Linked DNA regions of Anas platyrhynchos: region 2 is linked to region 1. Evidence: chromatin contacts called from public Hi-C data. All regions are on one chromosome and are shown on one strand. The core of a region is the stretch at or near the end of the contact, and the rest is flanking DNA. Distances in the headings are between cores, read along the strand shown. Region 1 has its middle 79 kb from the start of GATA6. Region 2 has its middle 40 kb from the start of RBBP8.

The links. Hi-C and Micro-C count contacts between places; a contact is called where the count stands out from the background.
Region 2: a contact with region 1 is called in a Hi-C map of liver, with 3 times the contacts expected there. The contact joins two enhancer-like sites. A contact is called at or near these places in 2 of 8 Hi-C or Micro-C datasets (liver and skeletal muscle).

Annotation. Positions count from the first base shown.
Region 1 is chr2:54,689,058-54,694,662 of IASCAAS_PekinDuck_T2T, forward strand. No RefSeq gene overlaps it. Among named protein-coding and RNA genes, the nearest start is that of GATA6, 79 kb to the left of the region's middle. Within about 2 kb of position 1,689, at least 4 of the 8 cell types and tissues checked have an H3K27ac peak or open chromatin away from gene starts, as enhancers often do.
Region 2 is chr2:54,766,731-54,772,688 of IASCAAS_PekinDuck_T2T, forward strand. No RefSeq gene overlaps it. Among named protein-coding and RNA genes, the nearest start is that of RBBP8, 40 kb to the right of the region's middle. Within about 2 kb of position 2,056, at least 3 of the 8 cell types and tissues checked have an H3K27ac peak or open chromatin away from gene starts, as enhancers often do.

The DNA.
Region 1 (5,605 bases), core at 439-2,938:
CTTGCTTCATTTCACTCTGTTTAGGCAGGTCCTCGCTCAAATCTGTTCTGAAAACTCTTCATCACATGCCTGTGTGTTCTGTGTGGGCAGTGGGTACCAATTCACAGAGGAAGGGTGAAGAGGAGAGACACTGTAATGACCGTGAATCTGGACCAATTCCCTTTGTTTTTACAAGATCACCAATACACACACGTTTCTTTTCATGCCTGGTGTGACTCTTTAAATGAGTGACCAACTTTCCTAAATCCACCCAGCCTCTTCCAGTGGCAGGGGAGGGCTGAGATCCTTTATGGTAACATGCCCAGGCCTCCACCCCATGACCAGTACACTCAGTCTGCCCACACGCTGTCGACCCAACATACTCCGTAGCATTGGCCTTACCCCGAGCACGTGCTAGGGCACAGGCATCTCTATCTTGCCTGCAGCCCAGGTTGCTGCCTGGGGCAGAGAAGTATTCATGGAGAGCAAGGTGGAATGAATAAGCTGCTCCCATCTTTCCCAAAATCTCCTGGGGCGAGGAGCAGGTGTGTGTGAATGGCCCACGTTCACACAGAAGCCTTTATTACCATGACCAGGGCATGACTGATACTCACCTGGAGCGATGTCAGCTAAGAGGGTGCTTTGTGGTCCCTTCACGGCAACGGCCCAAACACCCTGCCGTACAGCAGCCCACCTCAACACCTCAGGCAGCATGCACCAAACCCATCTTTAACATTGCCTTTGCCCTCAGCTGTAAATTCAGATCACCCAGAGAACCTGACTGAGGCATACCTTGCGTTTCTGTGCCAGAAACATTATCCGTCTGTACATGGCTAACTTCAAACCTTACAACACAGAACAAATTTCAACCTAACTCCTTTTCAGGTAGAGGCAGGGAGCCAGCCCCTTTGCTCCAGGACTTGCTTTTCCATGCCATCCCCTCCCTCCGTCCCAGCTTGCTCCATTCACCTCTTTGCCGGAATAGAGCGCAAGGACTCGCAATGGGCTCGCAATGACCTCTGGCTTCTCGCTGGAGTTTTGGTGAGAGATTGTTGGTTATAGGGTACTAATTGCTCCTTCTGAGCCAAAGGGCAAAGCCGTACCTCCACAGGGGAGCACTTGTACGGGTACAGCCCCGCTGAGATGGCATTCAGAGAGGGTGGCCACAGGAAGGGTAATCTGCAGCTTCGTCAAAGGTACAGCAGGAAAAAAAAAAAAAAAAAAAGAGTAAAAAGCTGCTCTGGTGTTCCTTCTTCGAGTTCTTGCTGCCACTAATGAATTATTAACCTCAATGATTAAATTAATATTTACAAGACTGCACTAAAGCAGTAAAGATGGGCTAGTTGCTGAAATACCATTTCCTCATTGCACATACCCTCCTTTCCCCTCTGTGCCAGCCCTGCTCTGCTGAGTGCTGAGTTCCTGGTGAAAACCTTTGGTGCACACATGCAGGAAGTGAGGTCAGGCTTGTTTTGGCAGTTTCAGCTGCATTTATCCCAGATAGCAGCTGAATTTTATCAGTTGGTTTAGCCTTTGGTCTTCAAGAGACAAACTATTATTTCACTCCTCTTTAAAAATAATAATAAAGTCGTTTTTAGGGGGGAGAAAAAAAAAAAAAAAAAAAGAAAATAGCACTGTGAGCTTAGAGAAAAAGCGAGGGCAGGAGCCGTGCCTCGCACAGCCGGCTCAGCCCTGCTGCGAGCGCCCTCGTGTGCCCGCAGCCCCCACGCCTCGGGTGGGCACCGCCGTGGGGATGCCCGGGGGTCCCACGGGGAGCCCTCTCCACGGCGATTTCCGAGCCCTCCAAACCGTGAGGCAGTTTGGGGGTTGTCCCCAGGTCGGTGGGTTTGCCCCCGTTCTCCTCCCCAGTAGGGAAAAAGAGGAAATCCTGGAGGATGCAGAGAGGAGTGGGGATGCAGAGAGGAGCAGGGATGCTGCCACTTTGCCCGGGTCCATGCCAATGGGATGCCCACTCAGCCAGCAGCATCCCCCAGGCCCACTCGATGGCACTTGATGGGTCTTCTTGTCGCCAAGTCCATGACGAGGTTGGCATCAAAGCCCTGCAAGCGGGGTATCAACAGCCTGCCCTCCCCTATCTCCACTGATTTGTGTCTGGGCAAAAAAAAAATACAATTAAGTAATGGGTAAAAGCAAAATTAATAAAGCCATCCCTTCCTGTGAGGCTAAGTAACAAACCAAAAAATCTCTCTCTTTTGCTTACAGTTCTTTCCCTGGTGTCGTGATGGGTATTTACAGATAAGAGTGGGCTTTCTAGATTAATTATTTAAAGTCAGTTTCAGTTTCATTCACACCTTACCCCCAGTCTTCTCAGTGCTGGTGGCTTTGTTTGCAGAATAAGAGCTCAGGTAGCGATCCTTTTCCCAGGCCCATTTTAATTTGTTCAGCTTGAACAAGGTTTCCTCCATCTGACCGTAGACCTCTCAGCACGTCCTTCCAGCAGAAAAGTGTATGGATTTTGTTCTTATTACCAACTTTCGTACTAAAATCACCGCAAGGCAAACACAGAACCCAGATATGAAATATAAATAACAAACAATGCCCAGATTGGAAACTTTCTAGAGATTACATTAGACCCTGGAACAGGGCCCCTGCCTCTGTCAAAGAAGTGTTATCTTGAGATTGTCAATGCATGCTTCAGGGTAAGAGTGACTTTGTCCCCAGAGACCCAAGGGAACATAACAAGTGACATCAGTCATATTTTGGAGACTGTAGGGCCTAGTGTCACTAAATGTCAGCTAAATCTCTGTACATGGCTCTCTTCAAAGAGTCATTCCTGAAGTGCTGAAAGGTGAGGGGGGCTAACTAAGCCAATTAAAGAAACATTTACTAAGTAGTGGAAGGACACAATGATCTACAGACCAGGTATATAACAATTTATTTTGTTTTCCTTTAGTTTCCATCAGGGCCTCAGTGGGTGGGAAAAAATGCCTCTCTACCAAGCACCAGAGGTAGGACATTAGCTGACGAAAGGCAGGAGGCTCAGACTGAAGCAATGACCGTTTCTTTTTCCCCTAGAGCTGATGTTCTGTCTGTTCCACCTCGGCATTTCTTGTGAAGCCAGAGACAACAAGCCAGTCTGCCCAAACACAAAAATAAAACACCAGACACGCTTCTTTGGGAAAGGCAAAGTTTCTTGTGAAAGAGGAATTGCAACTGGAATTTACAGGAATGCTAGCAGTCATACCATCAGGTCAAATCCTGATCCTACTCGCTTTATTGTAAATAATGAGCAGTCCCTGGGACACGCCAGCTAAGGCAACTCCTTATTAGGCCCTTTATTCGTATGTCTGAGCTCCTCAGAAATAATTAAGTGGGGAGACATTTTGTATTATTGGAAACAAACCTTTGTATTTTCTTGGTGAAACCAGTGTTTTTCCTTCTGCAGAAGCTGACTCATGTAAAAAGCATCCACAAAGGAATCATACAAATACACTCAGGGATACAAATAGACTGGTTTTTGTCAATTGGTCCCCTGTCAATCATAGACGGGACGAAATTCTGCTTTGGGGTAAGCCGATGGAACAGTTGCAAGTATAACCAAGGGATGTAGACAAAGGTGTACTTGCAGGTCTGGCTGAAGCAGTCGAAGAAAGGAGGCATTAACCACTGCTCCAGCACCGGAGGTAACTCTCTCCCCAGCAGGGCCCAATCCTGCAGATGGAAATCATGTCCAAGCAAAGCCACCGGCTTAGCTCAACCCGCTTTCTGCAGCAGCTCGAAGTAACTCAGCTGACTTTGTGCTGAAGCTGATTAGCTCACGAAGGCGGTTTGCTTGGCTCCGTGGAGGACGTGGTAACCTCCCACTGAAAAGCACTTGCAAAGAGGAGATAGGCAGTAATATCTAAAATTAGGAAAACCCCTTTCTGAAAAGATCATGAGTCCAAGCTTTAAGAGAAGAGTTTACACACCATGTCCTTATCTGGGATCTGAGTTCAAGGCTGTTCCTATCTTGGGTGTTGGTTTGGTTCATTATGGAGATAAATCCAAGCTGTGAAATCTGGATCTGGACCAAATTTCTCCATAGTTTGAAAGTGTTTGGCTCCATTGTTTTGGAAAGGGCCTATCACTGCTACTAGGTCTTTTAAACCGAACAACAGATGCAGACGTAATAAGAAGAGCAATGAACATTAGGATGTCATCATAACTGCATCAAGATGAATCCCCCAACACTTTCCAGAGTTTCTAATTTACAAAGAAAGAAGAAATAATAAATCATAAACAGTAACTGAAACACATCCAACATTTCAATCAGTGCAGTGCACTTATTACTTAGCCTCTATAAATAAATTCTACTAATGCAGGAAGTTTGGGGCAAGAACCAGAGCAAAGGCAATTAGCTATACTTATTGTGATTACTAGACATTTGACAAAATATCGTTTGATACTTGGAAGTATGTAATTAAGAACAGAAGATCACTATCAGAACTGTTTCGTTAGTATAATGATTGTGTCAGCAAAAGCATCTTTTTGCAAAAGCAAAAACAGTTCTGTGTATATATCTCTGTGGCAACACCACTCCATGTCATTGAGGTGTCAACTATAAATTATACAACTTCAGGAGACCAAAGATAGGGAAATGATAAGACACAACTGAAGGCCTGGAAGAGAAAGCAAAAAATATGGAGAGATATGGAAGTCAGTGGCAGCCCTGTTTAGTTGGCACATGCCATAACAGTAAAAGATAGATCTGACAGCTACAGCCATCATTTCAAAGGGCCCTTCAGGCTCCTTCCATGCTTGGGCCCATGGAAAGAGCCTCTCAGGTCAGCAATATGGACATTCTTCATGGACATTCATAGAAAATTTGGCTTCTTGTGATGAACGTCCAAGCAGTTTGGGCACAAGCCTACAAATGTTAAGCAAGGGGGGGGGGGGGGAGGGAGGGGGAAATTATAAATGTATGACATACTTATGAGCCTACTGAATTCCGTGAAAGACATGATCAACATAGTCTGGCTTTTGTTCAGGCTTGCAGTCGTTATTACAATTACTGACATGAATATAATACCACAAAGTAAGGTTTTGTAGCTGAACAAGTGCAGCTAATCTTAGCTAATCTTTTCACTGCATCTCAGACCTTATTATTCTTCTAGGGATAACTTTCGTATACAGTCATCTTGTTTCTCTTGGTTGACAAAAAAGTCAACTATTGGATATACTCCATACTATGGTCTTTATCATGTTCATTTCACACATACACTGACTTCATCCAAACTAGGTAGGCAAGTGTTTGGCTTCATTTTAACAAATGCTGGAGTGTTAAAATGCAGCTGAGACTGAAAGTATCCAGACTGGATATTTTTTGACAGTTCAACCATGGGTAAAAATGTGAATTGTAGTGAAGCAGTTAGCAAAATGGAAATCTTAGAGTCTGGAGAGGAATAAGGTAGCAAACCCACCTAATCTCCAGTACTACATGCTTCCCAGAACCTTAACATTCGAGCATCTCATGGGCTTTAAAATATTTACCCTCTCAACATGCCTGAGAGGTAGGTGAATAAAAGGTTTCCATTTTACAGGTGTTGGGCTCTGCCCAGGATGTCTGTGGTTTGCATGTGACTGAACCTGGGTCTCCAAAGCCCCTCAAGCAAGGCTCTTCTTCCAG
Region 2 (5,958 bases), core at 806-3,305, 78 kb after region 1:
CCTACATTCAGTTCTCCACTCAGAAATAAGGCCCAGTCCCTTGTCGTGACTCCCCCTAACCCAAATCTCCTGGTGAGTCATTTTCTTTCCCTTGCTGAAAATACTCGTCTAAGTTGCACTTGAGTCACTGGATTCATTCTGTTCTGATGACTTACACATTTCAGAGAGGATGCTGCTCCAAAAATAATAGGACAGATTCCTCCTCTAATATTTGCAATCCTGCATGCTATTTCCCCAGTTTAAACAGAGGAGCAGTAAAAATGTGTTCATCCTGTACTTTCCCCACAAAGCAGATTATACTGACCACTGCTGGAGGCCTCCTGGGCTGAGGGCATACCGCATTTACCATGGAAAGACTTTTCTCCATCCCTCTGACACTACATTCTTCCTCATCCATGTTGCAACCATGGAAGACTACATCTTACTCTTGTTTTTAAAACTCTAGGGAAAAAAAAAAAAAAAAAAAAAAAAAAGGAAAAAGAAAAAAAGAAAGAAAAAATATAACCTTCCTTTAGCTATTTCCATTTGCTGAGGAAAAGGGCTGAATATACCCACATTTGGAAAATGAAAGCTGAGCATCTCGTTAAATTCATAGTTCCCTCAGACGAGTGGGGTCCGTGGCTGCAGACTGCACGGAGCCTAAAGGCCAGCTGTGTACAAAAGGGCACAGCCAGTTCCTGTATGTGCTCCATAACAACATGACACATCTCAGGGCTTTTGGACAAAGGGATGTATTTTTTATGTGAAATTGTTCCTTAGCTGTATATTTCTTTGTCTTCTGCCCATGGGAATAATGACACCAGGCCAAGAATGAAAGACTCCTTTAAGTGTCTCCATGCACATTGGTTTGCCATTCATATTTCTTCCCAACTCGGGAGGCTGACAGGTTGAGGCAATACTAAAAGCTCCTTGGTAATGAAGAAGGGTACCTGAAATCCAAACGTTTCTAAACACACGCTCACTGTACTGAGAACAACTCTTTCTAAAACAGGTAAATTATACTTTGGTAATGCCTCCCTATTCTATAAACTGAATTGATAAGATTCAAGCTAACATTTCATCTTGACATTACTAATACATGTTTGCGAGCATTCAGTTTACACTTTCAATACAGTCTGTCAGATTAGATCTGTATACCTGCTACTGAATAACAAGGGTACTATTGATTTTTCGTTATTTTCAAGTATTTGTTTTCTTGAGTTGAGCACATTCTATTTATTTTGGCACAGGTAGCAGAGAAACCAAGGCAAGAGACTTAACCTCTTTTTGGAAAGATTTAAGACTTGACAAGCACCAGAGCTTCGTGGAACTGCTTGTTCCCATGGTGGTCTGTGACACAGTATTGTCCTCTTTATGACTTTAGTCAGTGTTTGTTCCCTTAATTTTCTGCCTGAGTCTGCTGCGGATATGGGATTGTGCAGGGTATGTAATGACAGTTTTCTCCTGGAGGGACTTGAAAAGTATCTGAAGCATGGATTTCTTTTTCCCCCGTGGCTCAATTTGGAGGCTCTGTCAGGTACCTATCAGGCACCTCCATGCAGAGTGATATACCACTTTGCACTGCAAATGCACACACTTTAAAGCATGGAAGCAATTTGCAAAATTATTTACCTATGCCTGTTGCCATATGGATTTAAAAAAAAAAAAATCCCCAAATCAAACCAAAGATCAACAACCCAAATCTGGCTGTTGCTTTCTGGGTAAAAGTCACACTATGACAAAGACATATTTTCTGGCAATAAGTAGCAATGCAGTGCAGTTGTTTTCTGGCTGATGGGGCTCGCAGTGCCCAGGTGCAGTGGGCACTCCACGAAGGCCAAGGCAGCCCAGTGTCCCATGTATAACCATTTAACTGCAATACTGCCCCTGGACATAGCTATAGATGCTACTGGCAATTCTGTGCATATTGTATATTCAGAGAGTAATGTAAACCCAGAACGCAGTGTGTGTATGTATAGAGATAAATATATTTGCAAAGTCTTCACTACACAGCCCGTTTGCAGTGTTGGTGCGCTTGTGGAGTGATGTGCTCCTATACTGGCACCTAGTGGGGAGCATGCAGGAGGTGGCTGAGTAAAGAGGCCAGGATTCACAGACACACATGCATTCAGCCCATGAAATACCTGGAATACTTTTTTTTTTTCTTTTTTTTTTTTTTCTTTTTTTTTTTCCTGGTTATTTGAAAGTCCTTCCGGCTTAGTGCAATTTTCACTGTTTTCATTTCGGTGTCTCTTGCAGCCTGCCCCCTCCATCTTGTCCTCCACCCTCTCTCACCAGAAGGCCTCAGGGCAAGCCTCTGCTGCTTGCCTGCTCCAGCTGGCATCCCTACCTGTGGTCCCCTCCTTCCTGGCCTTCCTCTTGGATCCCTCTGTAGCAGTTTTTCCTCCTTCAGTTCTGCCTGCCTTGACCTGGGCCTGGCAGGCCTCTCAGAAAAGCAAATGACCACTGGCGTTGCTTCCTGCCTCACGACACACGCTCCCGCTTTGGCCTCGGAGGAAAGGACTGCCTCTTACCCAGCGAAGGACTTCCTCCACCCATTCCCATCACCCGCAGGAACTTTGTGTCCCACCATTGTCCCTTTTTAGCTGAAACAGCAAAAGGCTCAACCTACAACTTCTCCCAAAGTCCACCCTGCGTCATTAGAGTGTTTAAAAGGAAGTACCAAGAAGACGTGATGTTCTTGCCAAAAAGCATTTATCTTCTTCTTACCATCTATATAAAAAGGACAACTCTCCCAAGGAGCCTCCAAGACTGGCCTCAAATACTGCAAAGCCAAATTAGACCTCCTGGGCATCCCAGTTATACCAGTATGTCCTTGCTGATAACAGTGAGCTGAATTACTGCTGGGGTTTGTTTCTGTTGCTAGAGCCCCAGCACATTCCACAGCTGTTGAAGATGTTGCAAGGACACATTTTCAGTGCCAACCTGAGCACGGTCAGCTGCTGCCAGACAGGAACTTGATGATGGGCAGTTCAGGTGAACTGGCAGTCTTAATGAGAGGTAGAAGCTCCCCATTACTGCTGGTTGTAGGACAGCCAGACCTTGTGCTTCCTGCGTGGGGCAATGGCGTACTGCAATTTTGCTGCTAAAGTCAATGAGTGGCACCAGAAAGACCTGCTGGGTCCCTAACGTTACTTCTTGTTTCCTACACTCCTCTTACTCACACACTGACCACGTCCAGCCAGCTCAGCGAGAGGGTGCAGTCTTCCCTTTGGTTGAGACATTCATTTCCCATTGTGGATGAAGGCCATGCTTCCATCCTGAAGGGAAGTTACTGTGGGTGAAATTGTTAAACAGCCCTCCATCCTGTATGGTCTGTGACCGTGATTTACAGCCCGTTTTTAGTTACGCACCAATTCGGCTGAATTTCTCTCGAACAGTTGATCTGAATGCTAAACCTATTCAAGGCTAGCGGCATTTCTGTGATTCATCCAACACAAGGAAACACTGAAAATTTATTAGGATGTTTTTACAGTCCCGGAAATTGCTATGTGGCTCTATTGCTAACAAAAGAACAGAAATGGCTCACAATATTATTGCACCTTTTCATACACATTAGGTGGTATAGGCCTTTGTCGTTTATTCAGTTTTTAAGTCAAACTCTCTTCTGGGCTGAGATTCTGTAAGGTTTCCAGTTCTTGCGATTTTATCACAAGCTTCACTAACATTTGGTGCTTTCCTTAAAGCTCTGGTTCTTGCAATGTCTTGATTTGACCATGTGAGAATTTCAGCTCTATAACGAAATAAAAACCAATAATTCTATCCCCTGAGACTGTAGAGAACAGTAACAAAACAATAACTGAAATCTGTTTGCATGCTAGATGGCAAGGAAAACCTAGATCTTTTGTTTGATTTCAGCAAATTTTTATGTCACTCCTCTGATTTTGGCTTATGATTTCTGAATTTCTATGTGCTGGTGAGGACGTTATCTGGAAGAGAAGGGAGGGGGACATGAAACTATGCATACTCTGTCCCTCTGTTTGTAATAGCCTTGATTTAGCTTAGCATACCAGCTGAAATCAGGTGCTGGTTGGCAAGTTTAACTCATTTTTTTCCTTTCAGACTTACTGCTTGCCAGCCTACAGAGGCAGGCAGCAGCTGAACCCTCACCACAACACATAAAACAGGGTTCCTCTGCCCAGATTGTCATCAGAGTGCCCATAGCTAAATTACAAGAAGTCTTGGCATTAAGGTAGAATTTTCAACTACTGGGGAACATTTTCATTATTCAGAAAATTTTTATTATTGGGAAAAGAAGGGGCTGAATCATTTATGCACATGGCTGCGTCCACACCATGCACTGGGCAGGCAGGCTGTACTTTCTGTGTTCATCTGTGGTGATGTATCATCACATCTCGCCATGAATTTGCTCTCTGTCCCAGCAGTGCATACAGCTAGAGAGGAGGACGAAAAGCAGCCTTAGTAGCCTCAGCAGGGAATTACGTCATTTATAACACTGAGTCAAGCAAGTGCTCAGGAGAAAGGTGCAAACCACATGTCAGTTCTGGGAAGGGCATCCTTTCTGATGACTGGTCTCTTTCCAGAATACTCACAGCAGTGCTATGAGTGCCAGCAGTGCATTTGTTAAAGCCAAACAATTCTTCTGAGTGTTGCATAGTAGGACCCAGCCCCGGCACACAGAACTTGCTGTAACTTAATGCAAAATATATCAAATTGCTCTTACGCAAAGGGAGGTAGCCGCAGAAATAACAGCAGCAGGGTAACACGTCAACTTGTTATGTGCTGGGCTTTATGGCTGTGAATCCTTCAGGCTGGGATTTTCAAATAGTAGTAGGGTAGTCAGACTTACAGAGGGGTGGATGAGAAATAAAAGACGTTGCACTTTTTTTTTACTTTTTTTTTTTTTTTTTAAGCTTTTTTAGCACTTATAGGGTATCTATAACCTTCTGAACCCTCTGCTCACTTCAGTGAGTGCTTAGCCCAGCAGGGAGTCACGTTATGTCCTGTTTTTAAGGCATGATAGTTTCAAAATAGGTTAAAATTTTCTTAGTTGCTGATAGAGACCACAGTCAAACAAAAAGACTGATGGATAGGAACTCAAAGAAAAGACTGGCCTTTAGGAATACCAAACATACTTGTTCACACAGTGTTCAGTTATGAAGATTTTATTATGTACCAATTTGAGTTTATATGTACCAAATGTTTGTGAGTCAGCGGAACAAGCAGGGCTGCCCTGTTCCAGTAGATCTTTTTTCTGCCCTTATGATGGATTTTTAATTTTATTTCATTTTATTTGATTTTATTTTATGTTATTTTATTTTATATTATTTTATTTTACAAATAAAGAATCATCAATAACCATGACAGGGCTCCCACAGTGAATGGACATCCCAGCATGCCATGGATGCTGTCTCTGCAGACCAGCATTTCCACAGGCTTGAGGGAAGTCATAAACTACTTAGGAGGAATAGGATTCACAAAGCTGTCCTGGACAGCTTTACTGTTCTTTGTGAACAGGTCCTGGAGAGTGGCTAGCAGCACAAGAGCCCAGCAATGAAAGGCAGCAGCAGAGCACCTTGCCCGATTGTGAATGGATAGGAGAGAAAGAAAGAGAACCAGAAGCCAAAGGGGAAGAGTGTGAAAATCAAAACTTGCCGTGCTCTCTACATACTTACTTTGGGAAAACACCCTATGTATAGTGCTGACAATACAACAAAATTTGTGTCCAAAGCTTATGGAATTATTCACCAAATAAGTTGAAGGAAAATGCAAAAAAAAGGACAAACCTGCAACCCTGAAGAGCCTCTAGCCAGGACCTGCAGTAGCTAAGGGTGGCTCACCTCTCCTGCCAATACTGCTACACTGTATTGACGATTGCACATGAGACCAAAGGGCAGCAAGTGTGTACAACCCACCAAGTGAGCTAGAAGGGGCAGCCACAACTTCCAAGGATGACTGCCTTGCCCTTCTGATTTTGGACATGCAAAGGGTTAGGCT